Linked DNA regions of Mustela erminea: region 1 is linked to region 2. A link is a contact called in public Hi-C data. All regions are on one chromosome and are shown on one strand. The core of a region is the stretch at or near the end of the contact, and the rest is flanking DNA. Distances in the headings are between cores, read along the strand shown. Region 1 holds the start of MIDN (midnolin). Region 2 holds the start of PTBP1 (polypyrimidine tract-binding protein 1).

The links. Hi-C and Micro-C count contacts between places; a contact is called where the count stands out from the background.
Region 1: a contact with region 2 is called in a Hi-C map of skeletal muscle, with 12 times the contacts expected there. The contact joins the promoter of MIDN here to the promoter of PTBP1 in region 2. A contact is called at or near these places in 2 of 3 Hi-C or Micro-C datasets (skeletal muscle and spleen).

The regions. Positions count from the first base shown.
Region 1 is chr1:665,411-668,510 of mMusErm1.Pri, reverse strand. MIDN (midnolin) reads right to left here and starts at 1,835. Exons shown (of 10, transcript XM_032304928.1): 1 at 1,722-1,835; 2 at 1-489. The coding sequence starts at 76.
Region 2 is chr1:365,172-368,251 of mMusErm1.Pri, reverse strand. PTBP1 (polypyrimidine tract-binding protein 1) reads right to left here and starts at 1,584. Exons shown (of 14, transcript XM_032304381.1): 1 at 1,485-1,584. The coding sequence starts at 1,492. It also overlaps the pseudogene LOC116568751.

The DNA of each region.
Region 1 (3,100 bases), core at 586-3,085, 300 kb before region 2:
CCGCCGGGCCTAGCTCGCAGGCGCCGCCGGGGGCCCCACGCCGGCAGCTCCGGGCGCCGCCGGGCTGCGGCTCCATCCCCGGCCCGCGCTGGAGGGCTGGGGTCCACGGGGCGCCGCCAATCCTCGTCGCGCCTCCGGGCACTGCGGGGGGGTTGGGCTCCCCGAACCGGGGGTCCTCGCCGTTCCTAGGGGAAGCGCACGTCCTCTTCGAGAAAGTCCCAATAGCGGAAGGTAAATCAAGAATCAAAAATCCGAGCGGCGCTCCGGGGTCGCGCTGGCTCGTAGGGGCGCCTTCCGGGGGTGGGGACTGCACTCGCGGCTCCTTTCAAGGACGCTGGGCGTGGGGGAGGGTCCCGAAGAGGGGGCGCCGCTTAGGCGGTCGCGCTCGGTGCCGGCCGCCGATCGGGCCGCGCTTCCCCGCGCGTCCCCTCCCTTAGCAACAGCCGTCCCCGCCGCCGCCGCCGCCGCCGCCGCCGCCGCTTGAAAGATCTGGGGGTGAAAGTAACAAGAAAAAAAAGTTATAATGTATCAACGTTCCAAGGGGCGGGACTGCCGCCCCCTCCCATTCACTACTTACTCCGCCGGCCCTGAGTCGGCCAATCTCCGCGCGCCGAACGCCCAGTCGGCCGCGCGGGCGGGCCAATGAGAAGCGCCGTGGCGCTGCCCCACGTGGCCGCTCGGGCCCGCCCGTCGCCCCGCCCCCGGTCCGGCGGCCAAGGGGAGCTCGGCGGGGGCGGGGCTGGCGCCGCTCCGGCCCGCCCCCGCGCTCCACCCGCCCGCGCCGGGGGCCATTCATACGGCCCGCAACAAAGGGCAGGCGGCCCGAGGGGGATCGGTTGAGTGGGGGAGCGGCGGCGCGGGGTCCCGGTCCCGGACGGCGCGGCGCGGGGGCAGGCACTATCCCCGCGCCGGGAGGGGCAGGAAGCCGGGGTACCACCCCCCGCGTCTGTCCGGGAAGCCGCCGCGAGCGGAAGCGGGAGGCGATCCCTGCGCTTCGGGCCGGGGCGGCTCTCAGGAGGTTCGGCCGCAAGGCGTCCCCCATCCGTGGGGCGTGAGGTCCCGGCGAGGAGCGGGGCTGCAGGCGAGGCCTGCACCGCGGTGACGTGGGCCGGTGCCGGGAGGGCCCTCCCCCTCCCCCGCCCGCACCCTGCCGCGCCGGTACCACCTCGCGTCCCACCCCTGTCCCGCGGGCCCGGCCCGCTTCCCTAGTCGCGCCCGCCCGAGCCGTGACGTGACGCGGCGTCCCCGGCTGCGCCCGCGCGCGCCGCTTGGGGCTGCGGTGAGTCAGCAGCGCCAGCGCGCCCCCTGCCGGCCCCGTGCGGGAGCGCTGCCTGAGGTCCTGGGGAGGGGGCGAAGCAGCTGCCCCGGGGCGGGAGAGAGGCCTACGAACTGCTGGCGAGGTGGGAACCTCCGCTAGGGGTCTGGAGCCTCTAAGGCGGGAGGCCAGGCCGCACAACTGGAGAAACTGAGGCTGCACAGCAACTTGCTCAAGGTCACTCGCGGGGTAGGAAGAGTGCCCGGTAGGCGGGGCGGGGGCTGAGGTCTTGCCTGGGCGGTGCTGCTTGCGCCGAGCCCCTCCCATCCCACGACCCGAGGGGCTCGCCAGGGCTGGAGACACCCCGAGCCCTGCCTGCCCCGAAAACAAAGAAAAGTGGGGGCACCTTTAAGAGCCTAGAGTGGGGGCCCTCCTACTAGTCCGGCGAGATCCCACCCGCACTCACCGGACGCGGCCGTTCCGAGGTCTCAACAGTCCTGAGTGTACCCACGTCCGGGCACACAGCGCGGTGGCGGGGCAGGTCTGGGGCCGAGCGGGCGGCCCCCAAGCCTTTATCCGCACCGCCTTCCCTCGGGGTGGAGTTTGGGCGGGCAGGGGGCGGAGGGCCGGGCGGCCGGTGACGCAGGCGGGCCCCCGCCCCTGCCTGCCGGCCGGGGCCCTGGGGCGCCTTGGGTTCTCGGCCACCCACCCCGAAGCCTCGCCTCGTATATTGGGGGTCGCTCCATAATTGCTGCTGAACCTAAGGTCACGAACGGCAGCGTCGCTGGGTCAGATCCCCAGGACGGGATTTCGGGGTGCACAGGTTGGCTCCCGCCCCGCCCCCTTTCCTACCGCTCTAGGCCCGGTGCTTCCGCCTGGGGGCGCCCGCGTGGGGGAGCGCAAGGGGGGGGGGTGCCTGAGTCAGCGGCCACGATCCAGGAAAACAGGCTGGAGTCACCTGCCTGTTGTGGGGGTGCCCCAGCCAGCTGCCCCAGCAGCCTGGCCTCCTGCATCCCTTAACGGTGACCTCAGAAGGCATTTACGGAGCGATTAACCTGCGCCAGGCCAGCCTAGTGCAGCTAGTCACCACCCAGCGCGCCGTGACCTTTCCGAGCCCGTTCCCGCGGTTCCCCACGGCGGCGGACGGATGGGGAGAATCCAGCTCGGCTCACTCTGGGGCCCCGGCGTGGGCAGGATCGCCCCACCCACCCCACAGAGCAGTTAACCGACGGCAAACAGCCGCAGGTGGAAACGCGGCCGGTCCTCGTTCTCCCGGCATGGGCTCTGGCTCGGCAACTGAGGACGACCCTGAGTGGTGTGGGGTGCTCAGCCTTCCTGCTCCCCTGCCCCTTGTCCACTTATCTGGCTTCTCACTGTATCTGGCCTGACCACCCCCACCCCACCCTAGTCCTGGGCACCCCTCCCAGGGCTGTGTTCCTTTCCAGGTCTCCATCCTGCTCCCACCCAAAGCTCCTGCAGCCTTCAACCTGCCCCTCCCACCCTCACCAGCACCTCGGCACCCAGAGGCTCCCAGCCCCCCAGTCAGGAGACCTTTGGGAGGGGGCCACTGGGGGCTGGGACGGAGAAGTGCTGCAGCCTGGAGAGGCGGCTATGGGGCCACCGCTGAGGGCCCCGCTGCTGGAGGAACGTGGGGGGTGGCAGAGAGAGCTGTGTGCCCCTGAAGCCAAGCATTTGGTGCTGGGTCCGGGACTTACGGCCACGGCAGACAGGGCTGTGTGATCTGCGGAGGGGGTGAGACCTTGCCCTTCAGGTCACCAGGGGAGCAGCTGGTCCTCCCAGAACTGGGGCCCTGAGGGTCCATGCACATTTAGGAATGGGACAGTA
Region 2 (3,080 bases), core at 335-2,834:
AGGACTCAAAACACCGCTGTGGTCATGGGGTCCACACCCCTCACCTGCCCTTTCTCACCCGTTTGGGGTCCCTCACAGCAGGGCCTTTACCTCCCGCTACCAAAGGGCACACGGAAAACCTCCCACGCACCGGTAATCAACTGACTTTTAAAAAGCCTTCCTGAGCCAAAAAGCAGCTTCCCAGAAAACCGCAAAGAATGAAAAGCACGCAGCTCCGCGCGCTGATCCGGAGCGGCTCCGGCTTCCACTCCCCGGCCGGGCCTCGCGCGCAGGTCTCCCAAGACACGGCCTCTCTGCGGCGGTCGGGGGGCCCTCCCTGGGCAAGGCCGCGGCACGGCCGAGACCGTGCGGCCGGCGCCCCGCGAGCAGCCCGCGCTCCTCCCGCTCGAGGCCCGGATGCGAGTCGGCCCGAAACCGATCATTTCAAACCCCAGGCCCCGGCACACGTGACCCTGCAGGCGTCGCGCGCCCCGCCCGAGGGTCAGCCCAGGGGCGGAAGGAGGGCGCGCTCGACGCTCGGGATCCGGAGAGGCGAGGCCGCGCCGCCCGCGGGACCCTCCGGCTCCGGAAGCCGCGGCCCCCGCCCCGCCCCGCGGGGAAACGACGAGGCGCCCGGTCCACGCGAGCGCCCACCCCTCCCCCCGGACCGGCAGCGCCCCAACACCCAGTGCCCTCCGACACAGGCACGTCGGCCCCGCGTCCCAGGACCTGCGACGAGCCACCGCCACCACGGCCCCGGCCCGAGCGGCTGCCCCGCCGCCGGGGGCTCCGCCCGCGGGGAACGGCCGGCCCGGAGCGCCCCCCGCGGGCAGGAACAAAGGGGGGGTGGGGGGGCCGGGCGCGCGGCCATCCTTTGTGGGAAGACGGGGAGGGGCCCGGCGGCCGGAGAAGGCGGAGGAGGGCCCGCACCCTTCCGGGCAGGAGGGCGGCGTCTCCCGGCCGCGCCCGGGCCCCCGGCGGGCGGGGGAGGCCCAGGACAGAGTCCGCGCGGCGGGAAAGACCGCGCACGCGCAAAGCCCAACGGGGGGGAGGGGGGACGCGGAGAGCTGCGCACGCAAGCGCGGAGGCTCGACGGGGAGCGGAAAGGGCCACACCGGGCGCGCGAAGGGGGTACGGGGAGCGGGAAGGCCCTCACAGGGCGCGCGTAGGCTGGCGCGTGCGCGCGGGGCACGGACGGGAAGCGGGAAGGGCCGCGCGGCCGCCGCGTGCGTTCGGGCCGAGGTACGCGGGGGCCGGAAACGGGCAGGACTCGGGCCCGGCCCACCCCCTCCCGCCCAGGGGGCGCTGCCCGCCTGGCGGCCCCCGGCAACCTCCCCTGCGGCCGCGCCCCAGGCCCAGGGAGAGGAGGAACCCCGGGGGCGCCCGAGAACCCGGGCGGAGGCGGAGCGACGCGCGGCCCGCGGCCCCGAAGATGCCCGGGCGGCGGCGAGGGGAGGGATGGAGCGCGAGGGGGCCGTCGGGGAGCGCGGAGAGACAATACTTACCCGTCCATTGCACACGGAGGAGACCCGCAGGGGACGGAGTGGAGGCGCCGGAATAGCAGGAACCGACCCAACGGCTCCGAGTTATAGACTCACAAAATGGCGGAGACGCCCGAACACGTCCCCCGCGCGCTTTGCCCATTGGCTCCCGCCACGGGGAGGGGGCGGGGCGGGCACCACGGGTCCCTGCCAGCGCCTCCCTATGGCTCGGAGGCTGTCGGGGGGGGTGGAGCCAAGAGGAATGGCAGGCGGCCATTGGGGAAGGCGGCCGTCCGTCAGGGCTCGAAGCGGAAACGACCCGTGGAGACGGGGGAGGGGAGAGAAGGCGGGATCATATCACGGAGGCTGAGCCAGTGAGTGAGCGGCTCTCCTGCGTGGGGCTTTGCGAGAGAAGCCATCTTGAGAGTGGGTACGTGGCGAGTCAGGCGGCGGGCAGCGCGCTTTCCCCCAGGCTGCCGCCATCTTGCAAATGGGCAGGGGCCGTCCACGGGGAGGGTGTGGGTTGCCATCTTGGAGTCGGGCAGGGAACCTGTGAGGCTCCATCTTGCTTTAGGGCACGTGGCTGAAAAGGCTGGTTCGCACCGAGCCCTTCCTCCTAGGTTGGCACGCGGGGAAGCGGAGGCCGCTTAGCCCGTCTCAGAGTAGCCAGGGCTCCGTCTGCGCGGCTGGTCTCCGATATCGAGAGCGTGATGTGGTGCTGGATGGCCCCCGACGGCCCTCCCGCCCTGCCCACGTTGGGGGGCTGCGCCCCGGGCGCGCAGAGCCCCGTCCCGCCGTCCTGGGCTCTGCAGGACGGGCTGCGTCTCCACTCGGCGGCCCGGGAACGTCCTGAACGTGTTCCCGAGAGCGCTGACGGCAGGGAGGGTCGTGCAGGGCCCTAGGACGGTCCGCGCGGGCCGCTGCGCGCGGACCCGGGAGACCGCCCCGAGTGGACGTCGGGCGCGGAGGCCACCGCCCCGATGCCCTTCGCTGTGCGTCCGTGCGGAGGAGGCGGTTTCCAGTCGGGGCCTGACCGGAGAGCGGGGAGGAGTGACCTTTGCTGCCCTGGGTGGGCGCCCTGCGTCGGGCGGGCTTCGCAGGAGCACCAGACCCGGCGCCACCGAGCCTCGACACACCTGCGCGGAGGCCTCCCGGCCTGTGGCCCCTGGACAGGCCGTCCAGCCCCAGAACCGCTAATCAGGACTGTCTCCGTGGCTTTAGGAGGGTCTCTGACACGCTCCCGCGGATTTGCTCCCTCCAGGTCTCCCCCTTGAGCCGCGCGGTGGGCGCCACCAGGAGTCGGCTGCTGGTCTTCCTTCCCTGGGCACTGGACAGCAGCGGGGAGCGAGGGGACATGGCAGTGTCACAGCCCGGGGGGGCGGGGGGAGCGCAGCTGGCACTGGAGAGTGTAGACCGTCAGAATGGTGTTGAAAACCACTTCCTTCACAGCCCCGGCCAGGGGTCCTGGTGCAGCGCAGGCGGCCAGCAGGCTCACACCCCCACACTGGCCGCCTGCCTGGTTCTGATCTCATTTACACAGGCCTCCTGTGTGAGGCTGACCCTTTTGGGGAGACTCTTCCCTAAAATGCTCCTCTTTCGAGCCCTTGCCCACGGCCTTTC